2 separate regions of the Macaca mulatta genome follow, and region 1 is linked to region 2. A link is a contact called in public Hi-C data. All regions are on one chromosome and are shown on one strand. The core of a region is the stretch at or near the end of the contact, and the rest is flanking DNA. Distances in the headings are between cores, read along the strand shown.

The links. A called contact is a pair of places that touch in the nucleus more often than the background predicts.
Region 1: a contact with region 2 is called in a Hi-C map of fetal cortical plate, with 1.7 times the contacts expected there. The contact joins the promoter of KBTBD2 here to the promoter of NT5C3A in region 2. A contact is called at or near these places in 2 of 14 Hi-C or Micro-C datasets (fetal cortex germinal zone and fetal cortical plate).

What each region holds. Positions count from the first base shown.
Region 1 is chr3:95,450,731-95,458,131 of T2T-MMU8v2.0, forward strand. It overlaps KBTBD2 (kelch repeat and BTB domain containing 2), which reads left to right and starts at 3,461. Exons shown (of 4, transcript NM_001257464.1): 1 at 3,461-3,712.
Region 2 is chr3:95,261,495-95,268,549 of T2T-MMU8v2.0, forward strand. NT5C3A (5'-nucleotidase, cytosolic IIIA) reads left to right here and starts at 4,633. Exons shown (of 9, transcript NM_001261493.1): 1 at 4,633-4,855. The coding sequence starts at 4,703.

The DNA of each region.
Region 1 (7,401 bases), core at 2,211-4,710, 190 kb after region 2:
TAAAATTAACTTTAATTGTATCTTATCTCATCAATTACAATCTTAAATGATTTGTAACAGTCAGAAACAGTTAAACACTTAACTTTAGAAAATTTTTAGTCTCATGTTTCTTTTTCTTTTTTTTTTTTTTGAGATGGAGTTTAAGTCTTGTTGCCCAGGTTGGAGTGCAATGGCACGATCTCGGCTCACTGCAACCTCCGCCTCCCGGGTTCAAGTGATTCTCCTGCCTCAGCCTCCTGAGTAACTGGGATTACGGCGCCTACCACCACATCCAGCTAATTTCTGTATTTTTGGTAGAGATGGGGTTTCACCATGTTGGCCAGGCTGGTCTCAAACTCTCTGACGTCAGGTGATCCACTCGCCTCGGCCTCCCGAAGTGCTGGGATTACAGGCATGAACCACCTGTGCCCGGCTGCATGTTTATTTTTCTAGGAATCATTACTGTCTTCTTTCTGTTCCAGAATCATGACAATGTTTAAAGTACAGTTTTAGGATGATACTTTTTGTGGCCATCAGTTGAAAGGAAAGATGCCTTGTTAACAATTAAAAGGAAAGATGCCTTATTAATGGAAAAGGGTTGCATGAAATAATGTTTTGCATACGGATCACAAAAGAGATGCTGTACGTTCCAAAAAAGTTTGTGTAATTGCTGGAAAATACTGATTTATGACTCCCTAAAATGGACACTGGAACTTGCTGTGATCATTCAGAGCTTTCTAAGCTCAGAGACAAGATGTCTAAGGGAGTTAAGATGATGTTTTAGGTGGACCATCAAATTAATGATGCCAAGCACCTACAGTAATTCTAAGATGGCAGCTGCAAAAGGAAAGCTGAACGGGAGTCACCCTCCCCTAATTCCAGCAGTCCCTTCTTCCTCATTGTTCCAGTCCCCTCCGAGACTTTGTTTAAGGGGATGGGAACCTTGAGATAAGGGATGGCAAACAAATACAAATATTTGAGTATAAATGTTCAACCTGTTCTTTTCCCAGTTAAGATAACACAGCAAAACGATTGGCCTTTTTTGAAACCCTAGAAACATCAGTCCATCCTACCAGTTCTCAGGGTTTTAAGTGTTAAAGAAGGATGCTTTAAATATTAACTAACTAGCCAACTGCTATTTCTGTGACTTGTCTGACCCAATATCCATTCCCAGTGTTTTTCTCTTTTGTAATCTTTATAGGTGGCCAAATTACAATTCTAGACAATGAGATGTTTGTGGAAGTCTGCTGAGTTTGGGAGATGTAGTATCCTGAGAAAGCTTTCACTTTCCTGAAGAAAAAAAAAAAGACCATGGATGGTGGAAGCCACCCCTTTTCCCCTCTTCCTGCCTTGAACAAAGGTGCGAAGGCTAAAACTGCTGCAGCCGTCTTGCAACCATGAAGTTAACGTCAAGAGAATCACAGAAATGATGGCCCTGTTGTTCTTGAGCTGTTGAACCAACAAAGGTAACGACCTACCTGTAGATTTGAGGTCTTATTTAAGCTATTATAATGGAATCTTTTCGAAAAAAATGTGGGCCCAAATACATTCCTAACTGTACAGCCGTTAAAAGGACATCTTTCAGTCCTTTTTCATCTTCACAATTCATTACTCCTATTATAGTCACTGATAACACCATCTAATCACCCTAACTAAAAAACTGTTATCCTTGATTTGTTATTTCCCCTCATCCTCTAGGTAATCAAGTCTTATTTATCATAGCTGGCTAGTTTTCAAATCTATCTCTGCTTCGCCATTCTCACTGACACTGTTAGTTTGGACTTTCTCTCCAACTCATGTCTGGACTGCATCAACAGCCTCCTAACTAGTATCCCTGCTTCCAGTCTACTATCTACCATGCTTCAGAATTTTTTCTCTAAAATCTTATCAAGATATTCTACTGATTAAAAATCTTAAGTGCCTTTTTTGTTGCCCACAGGATGAATACAAACTCCTTGCCACAGGTATCATTTGTTATTGTCGTCTGCATGTTTAGACCGCATCTCAAACCCAATCTGGCACAAAGTAGGTACTCCAGTGTGTTTTAAAAGACTTTAATCTTTTGTATGGCTTCTTTGATATCATACCACTTAACTATTTAATTAGACTAAGTACAGTGGTAGCATGCTGGAAACTCAAAGGTTTGTTGAATGTAGTTTCCAGATTCTACTGTAAAACAATCCTTTATCAGTAGTTCCTGATAACACGCATCTTGGTGTGCATTCAGTTGATCTAGCCTAGTTTACAGGAAGAGGCTCCCTTCAGTAATGTACTGTATGGCCTTTCAGATTATAATTAGTCATCTATATTCTCTAGATTGGGCTTGTGCCAAGACTGTAAGTTAGGAAGGTAGGTGGAGTCTGTGTGGGCATTTCTGACAATTTTTTGATCCACGAATAGCTTCTAGCAAATGAGAGAGCAAATTTACAGCCTGCCTGCCAGCAAGCTGTGCCAAGTTAACTAAACCAGCACGGGCCACAGCCATTAGCTGCTGCTACAAACGTTTCGCTTTGTGAAGCAACGCTGAAGGCGCTCTTTTGGAACTCGGGGGGTTGCGGTGCAGCCACTGCATTGCAGCACAAAACGGAAGGCTTCACACGCCGGGGTTGCCGTCCGCACCCAGACGCCTCTCCTTTTTCCCCTAACCTCTCCCAACTGCGGGCCCTTTCGGGTGCTGCTCTGAGTTCTTCCTTAGCCTCGGAAAAAGCCGAAGCGGCGCCGGAGAGAGGAGGGCATGATCTGGAGAAGACGTGCTGCGGGAACAAAGCGACCCGCCCAACGCCTCAACTTTCTCCTGCCCCCGGGCTGGTATTGTTTAGTCCTACTCATTCCCACTCTCCGAGCCAGCCTGCAAAAATCTGTATTTCAGGGGAAATTCCAAGGGGTAAAACATCTCCTTCGGCAAAACAATTGGTGTTTTGCTGTCTATATTTCCTATCAATGAACTTGTCGGACCTCTCCATCCGCCAGTCTAAGCCCGAGGCCTCGGGTGCCGCGGCTCCTCGGAGCGCCCTTCTGCCGCGCACGCGCCCCTCTAGGGTTCTCCCGTGACCTTTCCCGGGAACCCCCTTCAATTACGCTTCCCGTCACCTCGCACCGCCCCCACCCTTCCTGCTCTTTCCGTTTCCTTTTTCGCGCCTGCGCGGCCCCAATTGTTTTGGCTTTCCGGTGGTATCCGGCAGAGGAAAAGGGCGGGGGCAGCTAGAGTAAGGGAGGGGCGGGGGACAGTCGCGAGGACCCGGGAAACTGCAAAACTGCCGCTAGTGCCGACAGGCGCGCGCGCGCGAGGCGGGAGGGCAGCGTGGCGAAGGCGGGCGCCGCAGGCGGGCCAACGGTCCGCTGCCCGCGCGTTCCCGGGCCGCGGGCGGGGGCGGGGCGGGCGGGGCGGGAGCGGCGGGCCCGGCGTCTCGCGGCCCCGGGCTGACGAGGCGGCGCGGGCGGGCGCCGCGGCTCCCGGGGGAGGAGTCTGGCGGTGGTCGGGCCCTGAGGAGCGTGCGGCGGCGCCCGCAGAGGACGCTGCTTTCCGCGTTGGACTGACCGAGCGAGGGAGGGTGCGAGGGGAAACCGGAAGGAAGAGGCGGCGGCGCCAACCTTTCTCGGCCGGAGGCGGAGGCGAGACCCCGGTCGAGGCCGCGGCAGGAGGGCCACGCCCCCGCCGCCGCGCCGGAGGGGCCCAGTGTGGACGGGGCCGCCGGCTGGACCGGATCTCACCCCTCAAGACCGAGGGACGCGGGTGAGCAGGCGACGCCAGCATCGGGCGAGCGGGGAGCCCGCGGCGACCCGTGGAGGGGCCGGGGAGGAGGGCTCTGGCGGGAGGGGGCTCGGCCCTTTGTGGCTCCGCTGGTGGGGGGCGGCGGCCGCGGCATCTTTCAAACCGGAGTCGCTTCCGTTGCGGGCGGGGGAGGGGCGCGGCCGACCGGCGCCGCCCTCCGCATCCCGCGGCGGCCCCAGGGCGGCGGGGCTCCGGGCCGGTCCGCGGGGAAGGGGCGGCCCGATCCGCAGCTCGCTGGGCGTTTCCGCCCCGGCACCGGGCGCCTCGGCGGCCGCGGGGCTCCCGGGCGGCGCCCTGGCCTCGGCTCGCGCCCGCCCTTACCGAAGTAGAGCTGTTTCTCTTAAAGACTCGCGACGTGTTCGCGACATGGTGGGCCGAAGGGGGACACCCCTTTCCTGTGTTTCCCCCCGGTACATCTGAGTACCAAGAGAGGTCTAGACGAACAGAGCTCCTATTGCGGGCTATATCGACTTAAAAAAGAAAGCAGAAACTGCCCTTTGAAACGGAAAATTGTGTACGTGTTTACTTTGTGAAATCTTTGACTTCCTTGAATTCGACCACCTCCCTCTCCCTACGAATTGAGAAACCGGGGAATAGAAAAATGTCTTAGTTTGATGTGGAGTAGTTATTTTGAGTTAACGTTTTTTTTTCCCCTGGGCTTAGCTATCTAAGAACTCTTTCTTCACCTGCCTCAAAAGGTAGAGGAGTGTCCGTTCCACGGGCTACCAGTGAAAACAGGAAAATAATTCAAAATACAAACGAACTTTAAGAAGGGATGTTTGTGTGAACTATTTTCTGTGTCAATTAGCCTCCTGAAGACGTTGGGGACCGGACTGGTCACGTGTTGTTTATACATGAATCTGTACGTCGGGCTCACTGAGCATTCAGGCATTCAGAAACGAAACCCTATCAACGCTGTGCACTGACCAAAAGGATATTTTCTTTTTATCGAGGCAACTAATTAACAGGGATTCCCCCGCTTCCCTCTGAGTTGTACATTTTTGCCGAATTTGAGTAGTATGGATCTTAGATCCCTTGTAATTGTGAATGACTTAGTTTGGTTAACCTTTGATAAGGACTTTTTTTCCCGACTGTTTTTTCTGACCTAAAGTAAATTGAAAAGCCAGTCGGTTGTTTTCCAATCTCGATGATGTGGAATTTTGCTATTCTTTTCATCTGGCTGATAACTAAGCTTACTTCTTCCCTTTGATCTTCTGTTGGCTTAGTGCTTATTGAAGCCCTTTTAGGTTGGGGCCTGGAATCCTCAAGAGGTTGTCTTCTGTCAGTAACTCTGGAGTGCTGTGGCCTTTCTGTTGAGCATGCTCTGTAGTCCACACGTTTCCACATAGTGCTGTTTTCTTTGCACAGTTTTGTAGGAAGACTTCATGAGTGCTATAACTCTACTCCCTTTTTTGTTCCCATAAGAAGCATTATAAAATCTGTTAACTTATGTTATTCACAGGGCATGTAAGGAGATGGGAGGGAATAGAGGTATCAGTACATATGTCCATGCTCCTCCATAGATTTTCTTCTGGTTGGTAGAAATGTCGAGCTTTTCATTCCTAAACATTGAACATTAAATGTGCAAGGTAAATTCCTAGAAACTTGAATGCAGTCTTAAAAGCCAAATGATACATTGGTTTTTCCAAAGATGTTACACATTTAAAAAAGAGTCCCCCTTCCCTTCCCCTCTTCTCTTTGCCCACTTTCCTAAGGCCAGGAAAAAGGATTGGTTCTGGTGTCGTAAAATATGAGTGAAAATTTTGAAGTTGTTAGCTTAATGTTTTCAGTTTTGTAGAGTTTCAATAGACCAAGTGATACTTAAATAACTTAGTATTAGAAATGACAGGTTGATCTCAAGTAATTTTTTTTTTTTTTTTTTTTTTTTTGAGATGGAATCTCGCTCTGTTGACCAGGCTGGAGTGCAGTGTCATGATCTCGACTCACTGCAACCTCCGCCTCCGGGGTTCAAGCGATTCTCCTGCCTCAGCCTCCTTAGTAGCTGGGATTGCAGGTGTGTGCCACCAGGCCCGGCTAATTTTTGTATGTTTAGTAGAGACAAGATTTCACTATGTTGGTCAGGCTGGTCTCGAACTCCTGACCTTGTGATCCGCCCACCTCTGCCTCCCAAAGTGCTGGGATTACAGGCGTGAGCCACCGCTTCTGGCCCATCTAAAGTAAGTTTTTTTTTTTTTTTTTTTCAATGAGACGGAGTGTCCTCTGTCGCTCAGGCTGCCCTGGCTGGAGTGCGGTGGCGCGATCTTGGCTCACTGCAAGCTCCGCCTCCCAGGTTCACCCCATTCTCCTGCCTCAGCCTCCTGAGTAGTCCACACCCGGCTAATTTTTGTATTTTTAGTAGAGACGGGGTTTCACCGAGTTAGCCAGGATGGTCTTGATCTCCTGACTTCGTGATCCGCCCGCCCGGGCCTCCCAAAGTGCTGAGATTACAGGCGTGAGCCATCACGCTGGCCACCTTTCCCCAGCTTTCTTAAGTCACTGTGCAGAGCTGAGAGGAAAAAGGAAAAGTGATATCCAAAATAAAAGGACATACTATACTCATAATTATTGTATCACAGGTGGCATTGCCTTTATGTTCTTGTTTAATTTTTTAGAAGTGAAATAACTTATTAATCATAATATAGTACAGCTTATACTTGTGACCTGAATTTACTTAGAGTGCTGAGCATAATTAACCTGATGGAGCCATGTCATCTCTCAGTGTGATTGGAAAGAGAACACAGAGGAAGAGACCTAAGCTCTGAATGTGACTAGAGTAAGTGAGGCTATGCTGAAAAAAAAAATTTGTTTTTTTGAGACTGAGTCTCGCTCTGTCCACCAGCCTGGAGTGCAGTGGCGCGATCTCGGCTCACTGCGAGTATGCTGAAATTTTTAAAACTTGATAGATTCTTCAAAAGGCCAGGTTTTTGGTTTTTTTTGGTTTGTTTTTTAATTGATGCCTGTCACAACTCCAAGAAAATTCTGTTTGTATAGCAGTTGACAATCTAAAGACCAAATGGTCTTTTCCAGACATTTCTCAACTGTCATGGTTGTTTTGATAACTTGAAAGCATACTGTTTCTAGCGCCGATCTCTTGTCCTTCCTAAGGAGAAAACTATCTCATTGAAATAAAGAAAGGCTTGTTTTATGACTGGTGCCTTCCTGGACTCTGATTTAGTTTTTTACACTGACATCAGCCTTCTCAAGATTAGTCTTTTTTAAGCGCTAGTTTGTTTCATTATTTGTACCATCAAAATATAATGTGTGAGAAAAGGAAAAAAGAAAAAAAAATCTTATTTTAGAACACTGAATTCAGATTTCAAATGTCAAATGTTTGCAAAAAAGCCCCAATATTCTCTAAGAACATTGGATTTCTCTTATGTAAAATACCATTTAGACAGAATAAAAAGAGAGTGCTGAGACCTTGAAATTGGAATCTTTTTTTTTTTTTTTTTTTTGAGACGGAGTCTCGCTCTGTCACCCAGGCTGGAGTGCAGTGGCCGGATCTCAGCTCACTGCAAGCTCCGCCTCCCGGGTTTACGCCATTCTCCTGCCTCAGCCTCCGAGTAGCTGGGACTACAGGCGCCCACCACCTCGCCTGGCTAGTTTTTTGTATTTTTTAGTAGAGAGGGGGGTTTCACCGTGTTAGCCAG
Region 2 (7,055 bases), core at 3,383-5,882:
ATTATACATACATTATGTAAATAATTTACATATAATTTATACATACACTATGTAAATAATTTATATAATTTATACATAAAAATATATATGTTATATATATCTTCATGTCCATGAGTACTCAATGTTTAGCTCCCATTTATAAGTGAGAACATGCAGCACTTGGTTTTCTGTTCCTGCATTAATTTGCTTAGAATAATGGCCTCCAGCTTCATCAATGTTGCTGTAATGACATGATTTTGTTCTTTTTTTTATGGCTGTGTAGTATTGAATCATGTCCATGTACTACATTTTCCTTATCCAGTCCATTGTTGATGGACACCTAGGTTGATTCCATGTCTTTGCTCTTGTGAATATTGCTGTGATGCATGTGTCTTTTTGGCAAAATAATTTATTTTCTTTTGAATATATACCCAGTAATGAGATTGCTGGGTTGACTTGTAGTTCTGTTTTATGTTATTTGAGAAGTGTCCAAACTGCTTTCCACAGTGGCTGAACTAATTTACATTCCCACCAATAGTGTTTAAGCATTCTCTTTTCCCCACAGCCTCACCAGCATCTGTTGTGTTTTGACTTTAAAAGCCATTCTGACTGGTGTGAAATGATATCACATTGTGGTTTTGATTTGCATTTCTCTGATGACCAGTGATGTAGAGCATTTTTTCATATGCTTTGGGCCATCTGTATGTCTTCTTTTGAAAAATGTTTGTTCTTGTCCTTCATGTCAAGGGCAGTATGGTCACTTTTTAATGGTTTTTCTTGTTGAATAGTTTGAGTTTCTTGTAGATTTTGAATAGTCACCCTTTGTCACATGCATTCTTTGCAAATCTTTTCTCCCATTCTATAGGTTGTATGTTTAGTCTGTTGATTATTTGTTTATTCATGTAGAAGCTTTCTAGCTTAATGAAGTCCCATTTGTCAACTTTTGTTTTTCGTTTTTGTTGTTTCCTTTTGAGGACTTAGTCATAAGTTCTTTGCCTAGGCCAATGTCCAAAAGAGTTTTTCCCAGGGTTTCTTCTAGGATTTTTATAGTTTCAGGTCTTACATTTAAGTCTTAAATCCCTCTCGGTTAATTTTTGTATACGGTGAGAGATGGGGGTCCAGGTTCATTCTTCTGCATATGGCTCTAAAATTATCCCAGCATAATTTATTGAATAGGGTGTCCTTTTGCCAGTGTATATTTTGTCAAATAACAGGTTTTTGTAGATATGGGGCATTATTTCTAGTTTCTCTATTTTGTTCCATTGATCTATGTGTCATGTCTATTTTTATGCCAGTACCATGCTGTTTTGTTTACTATGGCTTTGTAGTATAATTTTAAGTCAAAATGTGATACCTCCAGCTTTACTCCTTTTGTTTAGGATTGCTTTGGCTATTTGGCCCCTTTTATGGTTCCACATGAATTTTAGGATTGTTTTTTCTAATTCCATGAAGAATGATGTTGGTAGTTTGCCAGGTATTGTGTTGAATCGGCATTTGCTGAATCTGTATTCCTGAATCTGTATTTGCTGAATCTGTATTGTTAAATTTGAATTGCTTTGGGCAGTACAGTCATTTTGATGACATTAATTCTTCTAATCCTGGAGCATGGGGTATTTTTCCATTTGTTTGTGTCATCTATTCTTTCTTTCTTTTTTTCTTTCCTTCCTTCCTTCCCTTTCTTCCACTCTTTTCTTTTTTTCTTGAGACAGGGGTCTCACTTTTTTTTTTTTTTTTTTTTTTTTGAGACGCAATCTTGCTCTGTCGCCCAGGTTGGAGTGCAGTGGCATGATCTTGGCTCACTGCAAGCTCCACCTCCTGGGTTCATGCCATTCTCCTGCCTCAGCCTCCCAAGTAGCTGGGACTACAGGTGCCCGCCACCAAACCCAGCTAATTTTTTGTGTTTTTAGTAGAGACGGGGTTTCACCATGTTAGCCAGGATGGTCTCAATCTCCTGAACTTTTCACCAGGGCTGGAGTCCATAATCATAGCTCACTGCAGCCTCCAACTGCTAGGCTCCAGCAATCCTCCCACCTCAGCCTCCTGAGTAGTTGGGACTACAGGCAGGCAGTGTCAGGCCTCTGAGCCCAGGCTAAGCCATCGTATCCCCTAGGTTATATGCCAAGATGGCCCGAAGCAAGTGAAGAATCACAAAAGAAGTGAAAATGGCCTGTTCCTGTCTTAACTGATGACATTACCTTGTGAAATTCCTTCTCCTGGCTCATCCTGACTCAAAACTCCCCCACTGAGCACCCTGTGACTCCCACCCCTGCCCGACAGAGAACAACCCCCCTTTGACTGTAATTTTCCTTTACCTGCCCAAATGTTATAAAATGGCCCCACCCCATCTCCCTTCGCTGATTATCTTTTCAGGCTCAGCCCGCCTGCACTCGGGTGAAATAAACAGCCTTGTTGTTCACACAAAGCCTGTTTGGTGGTCTCTTCACATGGACAAGAGTGAAACGCAGCACCATGCCCAGCTAATTTCTTTGGTTTTGCAGAGTTTGCAGAGACAGGGTCTCACTATGTTGCCCAGACTGGTCTCAAACTTGTGGCCTCAAGCAATCCCCCAACCTCGGGCTTCCAAAGTGCTGAGATTACACGCACGAGCCACCTCACCTGGCCTGATTTCTTTCATCAGTATTTTGTAGTTCCTGCAGAGATTTGTATTAGTCTGTTTTCATGCTGCTGATAAAGACATACCCTAGAGTAGGCAATTTACAAAGAAAGAGGTTTAATTGGACTTCCAGTTCCACGTGGCTGGGGAAGCCTCACAATCATAGCAGAAGGCAAGGAGGAGCAAGTCCCATCTTACATGGATGGCAGCAGGCAAAGAGAGAATGAGGAAGATGCAAAAGCGGAAACCCCTGATAAAACCATCAGAGCTTGTGAGACTTAGTCACTACCACGAGAACAGTATATAAGAAAACACCCCAATGATTCAATTATCTCCCATCAGGTCCATCCCATGGGATTTATGGAAGTACAATTCAAAATGAGATTTGGGTGGGGACACAGAGTCAAACCATATCAAGATCTTTCATCTCTTTCAATAAGAGTAATTAATATGTTAATTCACATAGAAGCTGAAATGGCCTCCAAACATGGCCTCCAACCCTCTTAGATTCAGAAAGACAAGGTTTACACTTACAAAAACATATGGACCCCCTTTCCTCCTGGAAATTTACTACCAGGGTTTGTAGTCTAATAGACTTTACTCCTACAGCTTTAACATCTCATATATATGATAATCAGACCTATGATATAGTATAACTAGTTAAAATATACATCACATTTCAGAGTACCCACATTCTTCCCATGTGCAGTTGATGGGCCGTATTACAAAAACAAAATTTGGAACTCCATTTCTGTTTTAGATTGTACACAGCTTCAAGACGAATGTTATTGTCTACAAAATGTTTAAAATCCTGAAATTATAGAAACATGGCTTTAGTCTCTACCCATTCAAAATAATATGTAATATATGGAAAAAAAAAAGATGTTTTTGTTGAGGAAGAAAGATAAATGAGGCTGTGACCATCTTAGGCCTCACAATCAGACAACATTTAAGTCATATTGCTATTTGGTGCAAAACCGGATTCATAAAAAATTACTCTGGAGACAAAATGACACAGTAATATGGATATTGATAATCAAATATTACAGTATTAAAACTCAGTCTTCCTCAGGTTATACTCCCAGCTAACTTACTTTGGGACACGTTCTCGGTCTATACTGAGTCTATGTTCCCAGGCTTAAGTCCTCAAACTTGGCCGATAATAAAACTAACAATGATTTCTTTAAGTTTTAGTGCCTGTTATTTCACCTTTCGGTCGACAAATTGTTTTTCTCATGTTCCTCTGTCTTACATCAATGTAATTTGTAGACCAGCCAAATAATCTAAAAGGCTAGAAGGAAACAATTTTTCCTCTCCTACAACTATTTCCTCTCGTCCTCCGGCTGAAAGTTGTTCCACGTCCCGGGAAGAGGGGGCCCCACCAGGCAGCACCACCAGCTCCACAGAGTTGGAGCGATTTCCCCAAGAAGCTCCGCTGCGCCCCTCGTCACCCCCAGAGACTAGCAGAGGAAATGGCATCTATCCCTTGGAAGACACTAGGCAGGAGAGAACAACTGCAAGCCCTTCTGCTCACACAGAGGAGGAAAGGATTTCGGAGGCGGCGAATGGGATGTAGCAGAAACCCGACGGCCGCGGCGGAAGGGACACCTACCCTCCCCGGCCTAATTCTGAGCCGTCTTCGCCCGGTTGTCATAGCACTTACAACGGACGCCACTGCGCAGGTCACACCGTGCCGCACCGCCTTCTGGGGGCCGGAGTCCAGAGGGGCTGAGGCGCAAAGGTGGCGACCGACTTCTGAGTGGGCCGCGGTTGGAATTAGATTTCTATTGGGGCGGGGCTCGAGTGAACCACGGCCTAATCCTCATTAGCAGAGAAGGATAATTACTGCAATACTCTGCCCTGCCCTGGCAGCAGCTCCTGAGACCCTGAGTCTGCGGAAGGCCCGCCCCCAGCCTGGGCTCCGGGCACAAGCCACGCCCCTCCCGCCGCGTCCCCGCCTCTCCCATCGATGGCGTGTGGGTGGGGCTTCGTGGGGGCGGAGCTGCGCGGGGCGGGGTGTCGCGGGCTCGTCCCTGGTGCTCTGGGATCCCGCGCTTCTGAGACTCGCAGTCTCCGCGAGTTGCCTGTTTTTTTCCTGCTGGGACGCGCATGAGGGCCCCGTCCATGGACCGCGCGGCCGTGGCGAGGGTGGGCGCGGTAGCGAGCGCCAGCGTGTGCGCCCTGGTGGCGGGGGTGGTGCTGGCTCAGTACATATTCACCTTGAAGAGGAAGACGGGGCGGAAGACCAAGATCATCGAGATGGTGAGTGTGGAGGCTCGGCGCGCCCAGAGCACGCGAGGGACCGGCTGGGCCGTCAGCTGGCCTTGGCCGCTGCTCGGTCGCGACCGGGAGCTGCCGGCGTCGCCTGTCAGGCTGGGATCTCGCTAGCTCGGGACGAGCAGCTTGGAGGACGCGGCTGCCCCGCGTGCGGCCACTCCTCGGGCTTGGTGACCAGGGTTGCGGCTGCGGCCCTCGGCTGCCTGTGGTCTTTGTTAGGTTTCCATTTGAAGGAGCAAGGCAGAAAATAGATGAATCGGACACAGGCTACCTTGTGCTGCAAAACCCGTTTCTCTAGAGATAAGCTGCATGTCCTGGGCAGGCCGCTCCTTCTCTCCCTGCCTTGCTCCCGCCCTCCTCCCGGATCCGCGTCAAACCGTTGCCGCTCATCTAGTTACAATTCCCGCAGAGGACTAGTTGTTTTATGTTGGGACTGCCATGAGTTAGATTATGAAAATGTGCAATATCTAAAATTTTACAAGAATGACAATCCAGAAGAAATTCAGGATAGTTTATTTTGTGTTTGAATGTATTCCTTCTTGTCTCAAAACTCCCACGAAATATATTTTTGTTCATCTTAACTCCCAAAGCTCTTGTATAAATTTTCGAATTTAATTTTTTATCGAAGAGGGTGTGTCAATAATTACATTTGAGATACATTATAAGTAATTCGTTTCAAAAATAAGGATATTTAGTTTCGTTTTGTATTTTAATTAGATCCCACTCAGGAAGACAATTCTTGCACAAACTTGGATTCTTATGTATTTTCTGAAATGCATAATCCTGGGTATACGCCTGACCGTGTGCTATACATGTGAACATTTAGGATCAGATGAACATCTAGGGTCAGATGACAGAGAAAAATTTTAAATCTACTACACTAAATAATATCATTTTAGGTTGTAATACTTGGAATTTCTCAGCACCTGCAATATGTTCAAACTGATGAAAGACACGATTTGTCCTGTAGGTTGTATTGACCCCAGGTTGAATACAGCCAGATTTGCATAATTAAAAGTAGCCAGTGTCCCAGCTATTTGGGAGGCTGAAAGGAGGATCACTTGAGTCTGGGAGTTCAAGGTTGTAATCACACCTGTGAATAGCTAGCTGCTGCACTCCAGCCTGGGAAACATAGCGAGACCCTCTTTGAAAAAAAAAAAAAAAGTTCCCACTTGTCTCATATTACAATAATATTCCACAATTTTGAATTAATTTATTCTTAAAGGGTCTTAATCATTCTAAAGGCTTATGAAAATTCGTTTCTCCCACTTCTATAGGCCCACAGCAGCAAATGGTTTTATCTCAGAAGTTTCATTTTGCTCTTGTTGCTTTCCTGCTCAGAAAACTTGGCTTGCTTTTGCCCACAACCCAAGGTTAATAATGCCTGTGTAGGGGAAAAAACCGGGTTGCCATATCTCCCTGTCTGTGCTTAAACTGTAGATTGGTCTGTTATACCGCTTCTCTAAGCCAAGTAAGGTTAAAAATCAATGTTTTCACAAAATCCTTCAATGATACCATCATAGGAACAGTTTGCTATCTTTGTGACAAATAATGAAGACCTATCAAGAATACCAACTTATTTGTACTAAAGAAATCAGTCATTATTTACATGTATGCATAGTGTATCGATTCAGATTGTAATATATGTGTAGCCTGCTAGTAGCTTTTCAATGGAAAAAGTGAAAACAGCTCATGTTAACTTTTTAAATTTTAATAGTTTGCTTCTTCAAGTGGAAGAAGTATTTGACTGGAGGTCAGAAGACCTGGGGTGGAATCCTGGTTCTATCTTTCTGTAATAATGTGGGTCTGCTCTGCCCATCCTCTCCCCTCCTCCTTCAGAAAAATCTCTGCAAACCCATGATGTCCAATAGACATAGCTCATATTGGACACAGCTAGTAGAGTTAACTACCTAACCAAGTTGGGCCTATCTAACTGGCTAAGAAAACCAGTAACTTCTGGGACTTGGCTCAAAAGGATGCATTGTCTTTCAGGAGTTTTTAATTGAGAGACATGAGGAAGTTGCTAGTGGGTTGTTTATGCTACAGCTGAAATATTCCATAGGCCTGCAAGATTAATGTACAGAAGAAGCCAGTCATGGCCAGGCATGGTGGCTCACACCTGTAACCCCAACACTTCGGGAGGGTGAGGTGGGAGCACCCGGTCTCGAAAAAAAAGAAAAGAATG